Linked DNA regions of Mus musculus: all the other regions are linked to region 3. A link is a contact called in public HiChIP or PLAC-seq and promoter capture Hi-C data. All regions are on one chromosome and are shown on one strand. The core of a region is the stretch at or near the end of the contact, and the rest is flanking DNA. Distances in the headings are between cores, read along the strand shown. Region 1 holds the start of Sema4a (sema domain, immunoglobulin domain (Ig), transmembrane domain (TM) and short cytoplasmic domain, (semaphorin) 4A). Region 2 holds the start of Slc25a44 (solute carrier family 25, member 44). Region 3 holds the start of Rxfp4 (relaxin family peptide receptor 4).

Region 1 (4,561 bases), core at 45-2,544, 200 kb after region 3:
GGTCTCCTGAGGACGCCCAGGGACAGGAAGAGAGTAAAGAAGGATGGCATTGGAGCTGCTCCTCTGGTCACAGCTCCTCCCTGTGACCCAGATAGGCCAATCTGTCTCCAAAGAGAGGCCCTGAGGTGGTGGCTTCCCAAGCCTGATCTAGAGGTCAAGGAGACTCAGAAGTTTGTGTCAGCACAGGGAGATTGGCAAAGTCCTCACAGTGAACGGAGAGCTTGGGGGGGGGCGGGTCTTAGCAAGCTTTGACAGATGAAGCCATCAGGAGGGTCTGTGTGAGCCCAGCTCCTGGGCCACACTGGAGAACGGAAGCAGAGGGGAAAGCATGAAGGGAAGGCCAAGCAGGCTCTACCGAGGAATGCTTTCCGTCTAGGAGCTGTAACTGGAAGGGTGGAGGACAGCCTACAGTGGGGACCATCCTGGCAGTGAGGATGGTGTTTACAGTGAAGATAGGGTATGTCCTGGAGGTAGACCAGCTTGGGTCACTGTGCTCTTTAACCTGAAGTCAGCTGACCCGGGAGAGTGGGCAGCAGCCCAACCACTCTTTATTGGCCTAGGAGCCCTTGGTTACTCATTAACCCTGCGTTATGAGGTCTTCCTGGAACCTTTGGGGAGGAGGAACCAGCCACCATGCCAGCTGGGTGCTTCAGCTCCAAAGCGTATCCCAAGAAGCACGCGTTCAAATGGGGAATTTCTCCAATTTCCCACTGAGACGTCAAATTACTAGGGCTTCCTCAGCAAAGTCATAGGGAAAAACCAAAAAACTAATACAAATGTAGGATTTTTATTTATTTTTTATTTTTTTGATACGGGGTTTCTCTGTATAGCCCTGGATGACCTGGAGCACACTCTGTAGATCAGGCTGGCCTCGAACTCAGAGATCTGCCTGCCTCTGCCTCCCGAGTACTGGGATTAAAGGTATGCCTCGCCACCATGCCAGCTTTAAACGTGTTATCTTTCAAGAATGTGGTCCTACTGGGTGTGGGAGGTCGGGAGGTCTCAGTATGTGGCAGTGGGGGAACCCCACAATGGGGTCAGAGAGAGAAGGAATAGGAGAGAGACGGTGTCATACCGAGCTCTCTTGAGCAAGAGGAGTCTGCAGCTTGGGCTGGTTAGACTGGAAGTGGTGTGCGGGAGAAACAAGGGCATCACTGAACTGGCCGGGAAGGAACTCTTAATTTCTGGATAGACTAAGGAGGGAGGGAGGTGTGTCTCCTGCAAGGCCTTCAAGCCTCACCCCCACTCCCACACTCCACCAGTCTCCCCGCCCTGATCCACCAACTTCCGCCCAAGCCAGCCAGGATCTGTCACAACTCGAGGTAGAAATTCTGGTTTCCCTGGCCTGAAACCCACACTGGCTCTGGCAGGATGGGTGCCTGGAGGGCCGCGCGCCCGTTCCAGCCAGGCTGAGCCTGCTTGCCTTGCCTGGACCCCCTTCTTTGCCTCGGATGGCACCCTGATTCAGGGTTTGAACACAGGACTTCTCAGTGTGGCTGGCTCAAGGGTATGTGAGATGAGGCGGGGGCGGGGGAGGGGTGTGAACCTGCATTCAGTGGCCATGGGGGAGGCTGATTGCGGAGCTCTGGGGAGGCAGACAGGGGGGCTGGAGAAGTTGAGAGTCTGCCAAGGACTCCTGCCCAGGCCACTCCCAGGAAATACAGAGGGCAGCCCCACCACAGTGGTAGATAAACTGGCACGCCCCTATCCCTAAGAAGAAGGCTAGATGGGCCCGATTAAGCAAGAGTCAGAGCCCCTGGGGGCTGAGGAGAGGGTAGGCTGTCTGCCTGGGTTGGGGTGAGTAGCGGGCATAAGGTGTCACAGCACAGGCCAGCCTGGGGAAATCTACCTTTTGCATACAGGAACTAGTTCCCTAGAAGACCTTTGCCCAGGGCCAGAGATGATCAGAGCTCTGGAGCACGGGGCCAGGAGATGCTGAGGGGGCAAAGTGGAAAGGAATTTTTCTGTGAGTCAGGTGAGAAATGGCAAGGTAGTTTTTTTAATGGTTAGGTGACCAGAGGCACAGCGTGGGCCACAGCAGCACCCTATGCAGAGGGCAGCAGGAGGCACCTTCAAGGCTGGGGATGGATGGAAGTGAGACTCTGAGGGCCCTTCCAGAGAGGAACTTCTGCCCCCTGGGGCTCTCCTATTGGCCCTCAGGAAGGGTGTGGTAAGCATGGCTAACCCAGAAAGTGCCTGTTTCCTCAGAACCATCTGGTGACCATCTCAGGCTGACCATGGCCCTACCATCCCTGGGCCAGGACTCATGGAGTCTCCTGCGTGTTTTTTTCTTCCAACTCTTCCTGCTGCCATCACTGCCACCTGCTTCTGGGACTGGTGGTCAGGGGCCCATGCCCAGAGTCAAATACCATGCTGGTAAGTGTCTAGTACCTGGGAGGTATGGATGGCACCATAGAGATGAAGGGGCTGAGGAAGGAGAAGGGTGTGCCAGAGGGGACGAAATGGCACGAAGAAACAGAGATGCCAGGGAGCCTGGGAGGGGCTGGGAGAAGAAGAGGCCACCTGAGGCACAAGTTGATCTGTAAGGGAAGGAAGGGTCACTGTGACCCTTTTCTGCCAACTCAGTGGTTTTTCTTTCCCTCAAATGTCAGTCACTAAGCAAGGAGCCTTAAACTCCTGACTGCTTTTTCAGTACCAGGAGCTGGAAAGCTAAAGCTCGCTCTAGATTGTCTGAGGAGCTGGAGGGCCCAAGCCAACTGCAGAGGTCACACCGGGCCAGATCCTGTCCAGGAGACTGGGCATCAGAAGGGATCCTAGCAGCTCACCCAGCCTCGGTGGTTTCTTGAGGAGGCTGTTCGGTTACTGACACCTTTAGTTCCAGGAAATGCCCCAGGGGAAGTGCCACATATACCACACACCCACCCACCCACACACACACACACACACACACACACACACAGAAGTAAGTTACTTCTGTTCACGGATGTAGTTTAGCATCCTTCTGAGGCAAAATGGTAAAGGAGATGTAGCAGTCGGTGGATAGAGCGGCATCTCTGGGTGGGATGGGAGTGCAGGCACAAACAAGCCTGCGTTTCAAGGGGAAGTACAATGAGCTCTCTTCAGAGTTCAGGAGAAGCCAATCTAGGCAGTATTGTTTCCATTTTGTCTTTGGATTCCTCTTGGTTTCCAGGCTTCCTGAGGCCAAAAGAGTAACAGCCAGATTGTCCTCTGACTAAAGCAAAAGTCCACATGTGCTCACTAGAGACTTATCTGAGGTGCTCTTTCCTCCTTGCTGATGTGCCAGTGTGTCAGGAACCCACACATTCACGTGTGTGTATGTGCACACATGCCACCACCAAGATATGTAGTGAACATGCACTACTAACCAACATATTCAGACTGTCCAGGTGGCTCCCAGGAATGCCCACACTGATGGGGCTCAGAAACCGAGAGGAAGCAGCCTTTTCTGCTGCAGTGGGCATTGCTGGTGGTGGGCAATTGCTATCGCAGAGTGAGGGGAGGAGACAGAGGAAACGGGGGTGGCAGGGATCTGTAACTACGACAAATCTTGAGGCGGACGACAGCTATCTCCGTTGCCTGTGGCTGAGAACCCCTTCCTGTGTCTACCTGTCAGCTCTCCCCCTCCCATCCTGCTTCACTGCATCCCCCCAGGCCTGAGACTGCATCTTCTAGCCTCACTTCATTTTCTGTCTGTGTCTTGAGCAGGCTCTCCCCCCAACACCACCAACAGTACCCAAGCTACCATTACCCTGTCTTTGGAACTTTTCACTTCTGGGGACTCAATCCACAAAGTTCCGATGCCCTGCTGTTGAAGGATGAAGGAAATGGAGGGGGGTGCCGCCAGTGAAGGGGGGCAGCTGCTGAGGCCTGCCACCCCTCCCCCACCTTTGCCTCAGTGGTCAGCTCCTTCTCATCCTCTCCTTGTCATTGCCTCCCAACAGGAGACGGGCACAGGGCCCTCAGCTTCTTCCAACAAAAAGGCCTCCGAGACTTTGACACGCTGCTCCTGAGTGACGATGGCAACACTCTCTATGTGGGGGCTCGAGAGGCCGTCCTGGCCTTGAATATCCAGAACCCAGGAATCCCAAGGCTAAAGAACATGGTGAGGAGGCCAGGGGCCAGAGTCCAAGACAGCAGCTTCCCTGGACCAGTTCTGCTTCCATATGAACAGCCGCCACCTGCCACTCTGAGTCAGCAGTGACAGCAGGGACTGCTGTGGTCTTACAGTAACCCCAGCCACTCAAATGGCTGATATGGAAATCACTGGCATAGGAGATTTAAAACATTGACTCAAATCAGTGACTCAAATAGTTTGATGTGCACCTATGAGAGAGAGAGAGAGAGAGAGAGAGAGAGAGAGAGAGAGAATCCCTGATTCTTGTGCTATCCTCTCCCTAATGGCAGCAATATTGAAGGGAGGGGATGGGGAGGAAGAAGGCACTTCACATGGATCCTTCTCAGTGTGTGGTCTCTTGACCTCCTGCACATGCAGGGTATAGGTAAAATTCCAGAGTCGTGGACCAGGAGCGTCGTTCAGTGGCAGAATATTTCATCTAGAGTGCTGGAGAGCCTAAGTCTG
Region 2 (4,115 bases), core at 689-3,188, 230 kb after region 3:
CTTTTATATCATTCTAAGGACATGCAAAGAATAAGGTCAACTCTAGGTCAAGGAACAAACAATTCTGGTGGTATTCAGGGACTTATCAAGATGATCAAGAACTTGAGCCCACATCCTCGTCCTAGCCAATGTCAAATTCCTGCCAAATTTCTAGAAGGCAGCCCCAAAGCTCTCCACGTTTCCCCAAAGCTAGAAGGGACTCTGAGTTTTCCCCCAAGCCCCCAGAAAGAAATGAATGTTCAGAGGCCATCACGATGTCTCAAGCCTGTAATCCCAGAACATGCCATGGTGAGGTAGAACCACTGCTATAAATCTGAAGTTACCCTAGGACCATGGTAAGTTTCAGAATAGCTTGGGCTACAATGTGAGACCTTGTCTCAAAACAAAATCACCTGGTACCCATTAATTACTACATTCAAACTTTGTTTTTATGTATCAGTATAGTTGAAAAAAAAAAAAGACAGATTGTGTCCTAGTTTGCTTTCCATTACTGTGATAAACAACACGACCAAAAACAATTTGACAAAGGATTTATTCTATCTTTTCTTTGATCTTTTTTGTTTTTTTGGTTTTTTTTTTTGAAACAGTCTCTTTATATATTCATGTAGGTCCTGGAACTCACTATGTAGATCACGCTGGCTTTGAACTCACAGGGATCCTTCTGCCTAGCCTCCGATGTTCTGGAACTAAAGGCTTGTGCAATCACACCCAACCTGGATTAATTTAACCTTACAGGTTACAGTTCATAATAAAGGCAAGGCAGGGCAGGAACCCAGAGGCAGAAACTGACACAGAGACTAAGAGAGAGTATATAGTGCTTTCTCCTTGGGTTCACATTCAGATTGCTCAAGGGTAGCACAGCCCACACTGGGCTGGGCCTTTCCACATCAGTCATTAACCAATAAAATGCTAACAAATCAGTCCACTGAAAGCAATTACTCGATTTACATTTCCTCTTCCCAGATGAATCTAGCCAACATCAAGCTGACAAAAACAAAACAACAAAATCTTTTTTGGGGGGCGGGAGTTGGGGGTTTGAGACAGGTTTCTCTGTGTATTCCTGGCTGTCCTGGAACTCACTCTGTAGACCAGGCTGGCCTCGAACTCAGAAATCTGCCTGCCTCTACCTCCCAAGTACTAAGATTAAAGGCGTGTGCCACCACGCCCGGCAAAACAAAATCTTACCAGCATAGACTGAAAGTATAGAACAAACAAACACCTTTTAAAAATATATATATGTGTAAAACCAGACCCACAGCTGGTGTCACCGCTGTTTATCCAAATTGAGTTACTATATCTGAAAATTAGCTACCTTATCGTGCCTTCCTTTACCTCTACTGTTTGGGCTCCAAATATGAGAAAAAGCTACGGAAAAACTAAAGATTAGATTTCCCCTCCTCTCTACTTAAAATTCGAATTCTAAAATTTAGGTTTGAATATAAAGATTCCACTAGATCTTTAAGCAAAAGGTGACTTCACTGTATTGTCAAGAAGAGTCCCAGAAACCAGGAGTGGAGGAGCAGGTCTGCAATCTTAGCACTTGGAAATCTGAGACAGGGGAATTAATGAGTTGGACGCCCCCCAGGTCTTGGTAGCAAGACTTTTCCCAAAAAGAAATGAAAGTAAAACAAAAAAAAGGAGAGAGAGAGAGAGAGAGAGAAGTAAAGAAGAAAAAGAAAGAGAAAGGGAGGGAGGGAGGGAGGGAGGGAGGGAGAGAGGGAGCAGAGTCCTCTGCCTCTGGGTTTAAGTGTCAGCCAATTACGAAGTCCCCTAGCAGGACTCGTTTGCGTGGTTGGCTTGAGGGCATATAGAAGCTAAAGGAGGCGGGGCTAGTTCCCTAATCCAAGATGGCCGAAGAGGCGCTTCTAGAGGGAGGCTCAAAGGCTGATAATGCCATTGGTGGAATTACCGCTGCTTCACAGTGGGAGGGAATGACAGCATCTCAGTTTCCGGTTCCGGCAATACCGGGATCCCAGTGGAGATGGAGGAAGATGCGAACCGAGTCTGGCTGTCGCTGGGACTGGAGGATAGCGCGGGGGCTGCGGTCTAGGAGTCCCAGTCTCAGACGCGGCTAAAGCGCTGGGGTCTGAGAAGGAAAGCGACCACGGTGCTTAGGTGTCTTGAAGGATCAGAGGTACCTAAGGTTCAACCTGTCGAGGAGGCAGTGGATATCTGTCTGTTCTGCGGGGCTGCATCGCCATGGGAAGCCGCTCTGCAGTTTTGGCAACGAAAGGCAAGTCCCCCGAGGCATCTCGTCCTGGCCGAGGAGCATGAGAGACTGACAGCTAGAGAAGCCTGACGAGGGGTATGCCCGGGGACTCTGAATTGGCCGTGCAAGAGCCTGACAGAAGGTGCATAAAGGAGGGTGTCACGTGGAGTGTGTGGAGGGGATTGTCATGTGGTGTGTGTGATGGAGGATCACGTGGAAATCTATTGAAGACCAATGAAGACTAGGTGGAACCTCACCATGCCGGAGGGAGGAGGCTTAGATTGGGAGGCGACATAGTCAGGACCTAGTGAAGGGCAATGAATAGCTAGCGGGACAGTTAATTCGCGTTTATGTGGGTGACAGCTCCCAGAATGCAGAACCTGAAGTGGCAGAGAGAAAGAAAAGAGGGTGCTGGGAAGTATCTGTTTTGTCTGAGAATGGCAGCCTGGTGTCTGGTCAGGAGTTGACCCGATGTGGTGGGAGTGGCTGATTGGAATGGACCAGTTAATCATCATTGTGTCCACTACCAAGGATGGAATCAGAGGACTCCTAACCTGGTTCTAATGATGCTGGAATCTGAGAATAGTTATAGTTCTTATAAAACTGACAAGCTGGAATAAGTAAAGCAATGCTTCTCACATTTTACAATCCATATATTATCTAGAGATGTTAGAGTGTTGTTTCTTATCAGCAGGTTTACAGTATGGCCTGAGTCCCCTCTGACCCCCAAGACAGGTTTTACTGTGTAAACCAGGCTGACCTTAAACTCCTGTTTCTCTTGCCTCAGCCCCCTTGGGCTAGTGTGATAGACCTGTGCTACCACACCTAGGTCTGCTCTTATATAGACAACTATATTGTCCATGCCATCTGTGGACCAGATGGCTGGTGAGGACTTGGAGTAACCCTGCTCAGTAGAACCTTGTGCAGTAAGGGAAATACTTTACTGTTAGCAAAATCCTTCCACAGTTGTTAACTCCAAGGGCCAAAGATCTAGCTCAGTTGGTAGAATGCGCATAGCACACAGCTCAGAATAAACCCGGCAAGTGTTATCGTGGCTCACATCTATAATCCCAGCATTTAGGAATTGCAGATAAGAGGCTCAGAAGTTCAAGGCCAGTTTGGGCCACTTGAAACTCATACCAAACAAACAACAAAACAGCAGCAAAGGCAGCAAAGCAAAGCAAGAGAGTAGTTCTGAGTTTTGCTTATGTGAGGAGAGTTGTAACACGTGCATATTTGAGCTAGTCTACTTTCCATTTCATTTGATAACTTCAAGCATAAAACGCTCCCTGGTCTGGGCGATCTGATGGGATGTACAGAAGGCACTTAGTGATTCACAAACAATGCTTTGGTTGTTGGTTTGGTTGGGGTTTTTTGTTTGTTTGTTTTGGTTTTTTTTGAGATAGGGTTTCTCTGTGTAGCCTTGACTGTCCTGGAACTCACTCTGTAGACCAGGCTGGCCTCGAACTCAGAATTCCGCCTGCCTCTGCCTCCCGAGTGCTGGGATTAAAGGCGTGCACCATCACTGCCCAACTCTGTTGTTGTTGTTGAAGATTTATTTATTTGTTATATGTAAATACTCTATAGCTGTCTTCAGACATTCCAGAAGAGGGCATCAGATCTCATTACAGATGGTTGTGAGCCACCATGTGGTTACTGGGATTTGAACTCAGGACCTTTGGAAGAGCAGTCAGTGCTCTTAACTGCTGAGCCATCTCTCCAGCCCCTCTGTTGTTTTTTAAAGCAGGATTTCTTGTAACCCTGGGTGGTCTTGAACTTGCCATAGTCAAAGATGACTAGAGACTTGTGATCTTCCACCTCCCAAATGCTAGGACTATAGGCCTGGGTCACCATATCATTGTTGTTGTCGTGCCATGGTGGGAATTAAATTTAGGACTGGGTACAT
Region 3 (4,072 bases), core at 238-2,737:
GTATGTCTGCACGTATGGACATGTAGCACATTCGAGCCAGTGGAGACCAAAAGAGGGGGTCAAATTCTTTAGAACTGGAGTGATAGATGACGGTGAGATACTAGATGGGTGCTGGGTACCACACGCAGGTCATCTGCAAGATACTAACTCCTTAGGTATCTCTAGCCCCAATTTAAAACTATTTAAATAGTATTTGCCTGTGTGAGCATGGATGTTCAGTATGCTACTGAATGCAGGCAAATGTCAGGACAACTTTCAGGAATCTGTTCTCTCCTCCCACCTTGTGGATCCTGACCACCCAGTGCACATTGTCAGGGCCGACAAGCAGGTACTTGATATCTAGTCCCAAACTTGTTTGGTTTGGTTTTGAGACAGGGTTTCAGAACCTAACCTTGTCTGGCCTGGAATTCAGTAGACAGACCAGGCTGGGTGTGCCAGCAAACCATTAAGCCTGTCACCATCTAATCTTATTTTGAAGATTTAGTAGTGCTGGGGGGTACATACTACTGTGCATGTATAAAAGTCAGAAGACAACCCCGGGATGCCTGTCCTCTCCTACCTTTATGTAGGCAGGTTCCAGGGACAGCCATCTCCACGGGCGTATTTATTTATATATAGATTATACCTTGTTGTACTGCCAAGTTTGGCCTTGGTGATCAGGTGATCCAGCTGCCTCAGCCATGCAGGTAGCAGTGACCACAGCTCTTTGGCATCTCGCTGAATTGTATATTTTCTTAACACTTTTGGGGGGAGAATTGTGTGTGTGTGTGTGTGTGTGTGTGTGTGTGTGTGTGTGTGAGATGAGTGTGGAGGTCAAAGGGCAGCTTGTGAGTGGCATGTCTATCCTTCTCCTATGCAGATCCTGTAGACTGAATTCAAATCACCAGGCTTGGCAGCAGGCCCCTTTCCCCAAACAGCCCCGATCTCTGGCCTGCCCCCATTAACATTTTAAGCAAAGCAGCACAGGGCCCCAATCAGAGAGACACAGGAAAGGCACAGCAACTGTGGGACTCTGAGTGATGTGTGTTCCTCTCTCTTTTTCTGACTCCCAGTCTGGTTTTCTAATGCCATATTCCTTCCCTAACCTCTCCTCACACCTCTCCTTTTCTCAGAGAGCTCTCTGCACTCCGGGGAGAGAGAAAAAGCGTCTTCTGGTTTGGCTCCACATCTCTACTGTTTCCCTTTCCTTCCCTATTACATGCATGTTGACAGTGTGAACATAGCCCTCCCTTGCACTGCCCCACCCACCACGGTTGTCCAACTGGGAAGAAGCAGGCTGTTCTACCCACACCTGTCCCTCTTAGGTGTGAGCATGGGCAGGGGCTCTTACAACCCGAAGCTCTAGACCAACACCCAGATTCCAAGGGCTCTTCTAAGAGCTCTCCTGAGACAACAGCGGCGGCGGGTGGTTGCTTGCCAGGCCGGAAGGCGGGCACTCCCTGGTTCCTCTGCTCTGCTGTGCTCTAGCAACCTCCGCGGTCTTGCGATGGCCACATCCAATTCTTCTGCCTCTCTGCCCACCCTCTTCTGGGTCAATGGCTCTGGAGACAGCGTGCTGAGCACTGACGGTGCTGCCATGCCTGTCCAGTTCCTTGTTCTGAGGATCATGGTTGCACTGGCCTATGGACTTGTAGGTATCATTGGCTTGCTGGGAAATTTGGCCGTACTGTGGGTTCTAGGTAACTGTGGTCAGCGTGTGCCCGGCCTGTCTTCTGATACCTTTGTCTTCAGCCTGGCTCTAGCAGACTTGGGGCTGGCCCTTACTCTCCCTTTCTGGGCAACCGAGTCAGCAATGGACTTCCACTGGCCTTTCGGAAGTGCCCTCTGCAAGGTAGTCCTGACCACCACCGTCCTCAGCATCTATGCCAGCACCTTCCTAATCACAGCACTGAGTATCGCGCGATACTGGGTGGTAGCCATGGCTGTGGGACCAGGTAGTCACCTCTCAGTCTTTTGGGCCCGTGTGGTCACCCTGGCAGTGTGGGTGGCAGCTGCCCTGGTGACTGTGCCCACAGCAATCTTTGGGGCTGAAGTTGAGTTGTGGGGCGTGTGCCTCTGTCTTCTGCGTTTCCCCAGCAGATACTGGCTGGGAGCTTACCAGCTACAGAGGGTAGTTCTGGCCTTCATCGTGCCCTTGGGAGTCATTACCACCAGTTACCTGCTGCTGTTGGCCTTTCTAGAGCGGCAGCAAAGATGCAGGCCACGACAATGGCAGGACAGCCGAGTGGTAGCCCGCTCTGTCCGTGTCCTGGTGGCTTCCTTCGCCCTCTGCTGGGTTCCCAACCATGTAGTCACTCTCTGGGAAATTCTGGTAAGGTTTGACCTGGTGCCCTGGGACAGTACTTTCTACACCTTTCATACTTACATCCTTCCCATCACCACCTGCTTGGCCCACAGCAACAGCTGCCTCAACCCTGTGATCTATTGTCTCCTGCGGCGGGAGCCCCAGCAGGTTCTTGTCAGCTCCTTCAGAGCTCTCTGGTCAAGACTGTGGCCTCAAAGGAAGGCCTGCATGGAACAAATGGCCCTCAAGGAGGTAGGCGGGAGAACGGTAGCCAGCACCCAGGAGAGTGGCTCTTCTAGGACACACACAAACACAATGGAACACCTGGATGAAGGATGCAGCCTGAACACTCTCCTTTCTGAGACCTATCAGGGGCAGAGCCCACAGATTCTAGGGAGGAGCAGCTGCTCTCTCAGTCAGGCTGCTGTGTCCCCAGGAGAAGTCTGATCTTTGATCACCAACTCTGGGTGTGACAGAACGGAGAAGCTGGAGTCCAAACAGGAGGTGGATGTGGCAAAGCTTATCTCTGGAGATGGCAAAGAGGAACTGAGAATAAACCAGATCGGTCAGAGACTGTCTTGACCTTTCATGCAAGTACTTCACAGGATAACTAACGTCCATCACCCGGTTTAGACTAACAGGTCAGGTGTCGGTTCTCCCTGTCACTTTAGAATAGGGCACCCGTTATGCCTCTTTGGTACCAAACCCAAAAATGTATTCTCTGGCCAATAAGCTTTTTGTCATCTTAGAGGTACCCATTAGGAATGATGTAGAAGCCTCCCCTTCAACGTTTGTCTGTCGTTTTGCTGCCACAAGATGCAGACCCTGAGTGTATAGCCTTTGAGAATAGTGAATAGATCTGTCCCTTTCAATCAAGGATTGGGTAACAATCACAAGGGTCTGGGCGTGGGGGTGGGGAGTCAAGAGATACAGAAAAGTTTTGTAGGCTGAGGGTCAGAAACCAGAAGCTAGTCTCACTGAGTACAACTGCACTTCAGCCAAGCGCCAGAGCATGTGGGCTGGAATCTTCCCCCCACGCAAATTATTCTAGAAGTCAGTTCTCCCCTTCTAAAATTGGAGGCAGGGTTTCATCATACCCAGGCTGGTCTCACACTGTAAAGCTGAGGGTCGCTTGGAATCTTTAATCTTGATCCCAGATGCTCGAATTATAGGCATGTGCCAACAAGTTGAGCTTTTCAGATCATTTTAGCCTATTCTTCCTTCTTTCCTGTACTTATGTATGTATGTATGCATGCTTGCATGTACATTTGTGTTCACACTTGTACGTGTGTCAGAAGCAAACATAAGGTTTTTTCATTTCCTCGTCTTTGTTTTTATTGAGACGGTCTTACGACCTAACCCTAACTGTCCTGGAATTCACTCTGTAGACCAGGCTGTCCCTTGAACTCAGACACTCACCTGCTTCTGCCTCCCATGTGCTGGAACTACAGGCATGTGCCAACGCACCTTGCTTTGATTTTTAAAAAAATTACACTTTATTCAAGTGTGTTCAGACGAGGAGACATGTTCCACATGCATGTGGCGATCAGGACAGCTTGGGGTCTGCTTTCTCTTTCCCCCCTCTTAAGATTCTGGGAGTCAGCTTAGGCCATCAGGCTTTCGGGCAAGGGTCTTTACCCGGGGAAGCAGTTTTCTAAACCCTCCACACGATGTTTATTTGGGTTTTCTTGTTTTTTTCTGAGACAGGGTTTCTCTGTGTAGCCCTGGCTGTCCTGGAGCTCACTTTGTAGACCAAGCTGACTTCGAATTCAGAAATCCGCCTGCCTC

What was found. HiChIP or PLAC-seq counts read pairs in DNA pulled down with a chosen protein or histone mark. Capture Hi-C pulls out chosen DNA fragments and counts their contacts.
Region 1: a contact with region 3 is called in a promoter capture Hi-C map of liver. The contact joins the promoter of Sema4a here to the promoter of Rxfp4 in region 3. A contact is called at or near these places in 1 of 115 datasets of contacts at active chromatin or transcription factors (pancreatic cancer cells) and 4 of 9 other capture datasets (adipose tissue, embryonic stem cells, liver and 1 more).
Region 2: a contact with region 3 is called in an H3K4me3 HiChIP or PLAC-seq map of bone marrow-derived macrophages, with 4 times the contacts expected there. The contact joins the promoter of Slc25a44 here to the promoter of Rxfp4 in region 3. A contact is called at or near these places in 1 of 39 promoter capture datasets (stem cell-derived epiblast-like cells), 2 of 115 datasets of contacts at active chromatin or transcription factors (bone marrow-derived macrophages and microglia) and 1 of 9 other capture datasets (adipose tissue).

The regions. Positions count from the first base shown.
Region 1 is chr3:88,452,494-88,457,054 of GRCm38.p6, reverse strand. It overlaps Sema4a (sema domain, immunoglobulin domain (Ig), transmembrane domain (TM) and short cytoplasmic domain, (semaphorin) 4A), which reads left to right and starts at 1,294. Exons shown (of 15, transcript NM_013658.3): 1 at 1,294-1,507; 2 at 2,209-2,376; 3 at 3,924-4,084. The coding sequence starts at 2,238.
Region 2 is chr3:88,422,964-88,427,078 of GRCm38.p6, reverse strand. It overlaps Slc25a44 (solute carrier family 25, member 44), which reads left to right and starts at 1,938. Exons shown (of 4, transcript NM_178696.5): 1 at 1,938-2,351. The coding sequence starts at 2,308. Gm33513 (a long non-coding RNA gene) reads right to left here and starts at 1,999. Exons shown (of 3, transcript XR_375819.2): 1 at 1,910-1,999.
Region 3 is chr3:88,650,557-88,654,628 of GRCm38.p6, reverse strand. It overlaps Rxfp4 (relaxin family peptide receptor 4), which reads left to right and starts at 1,487. Exons shown (of 1, transcript NM_181817.1): 1 at 1,487-2,731. The coding sequence starts at 1,487. The coding sequence ends at 2,731.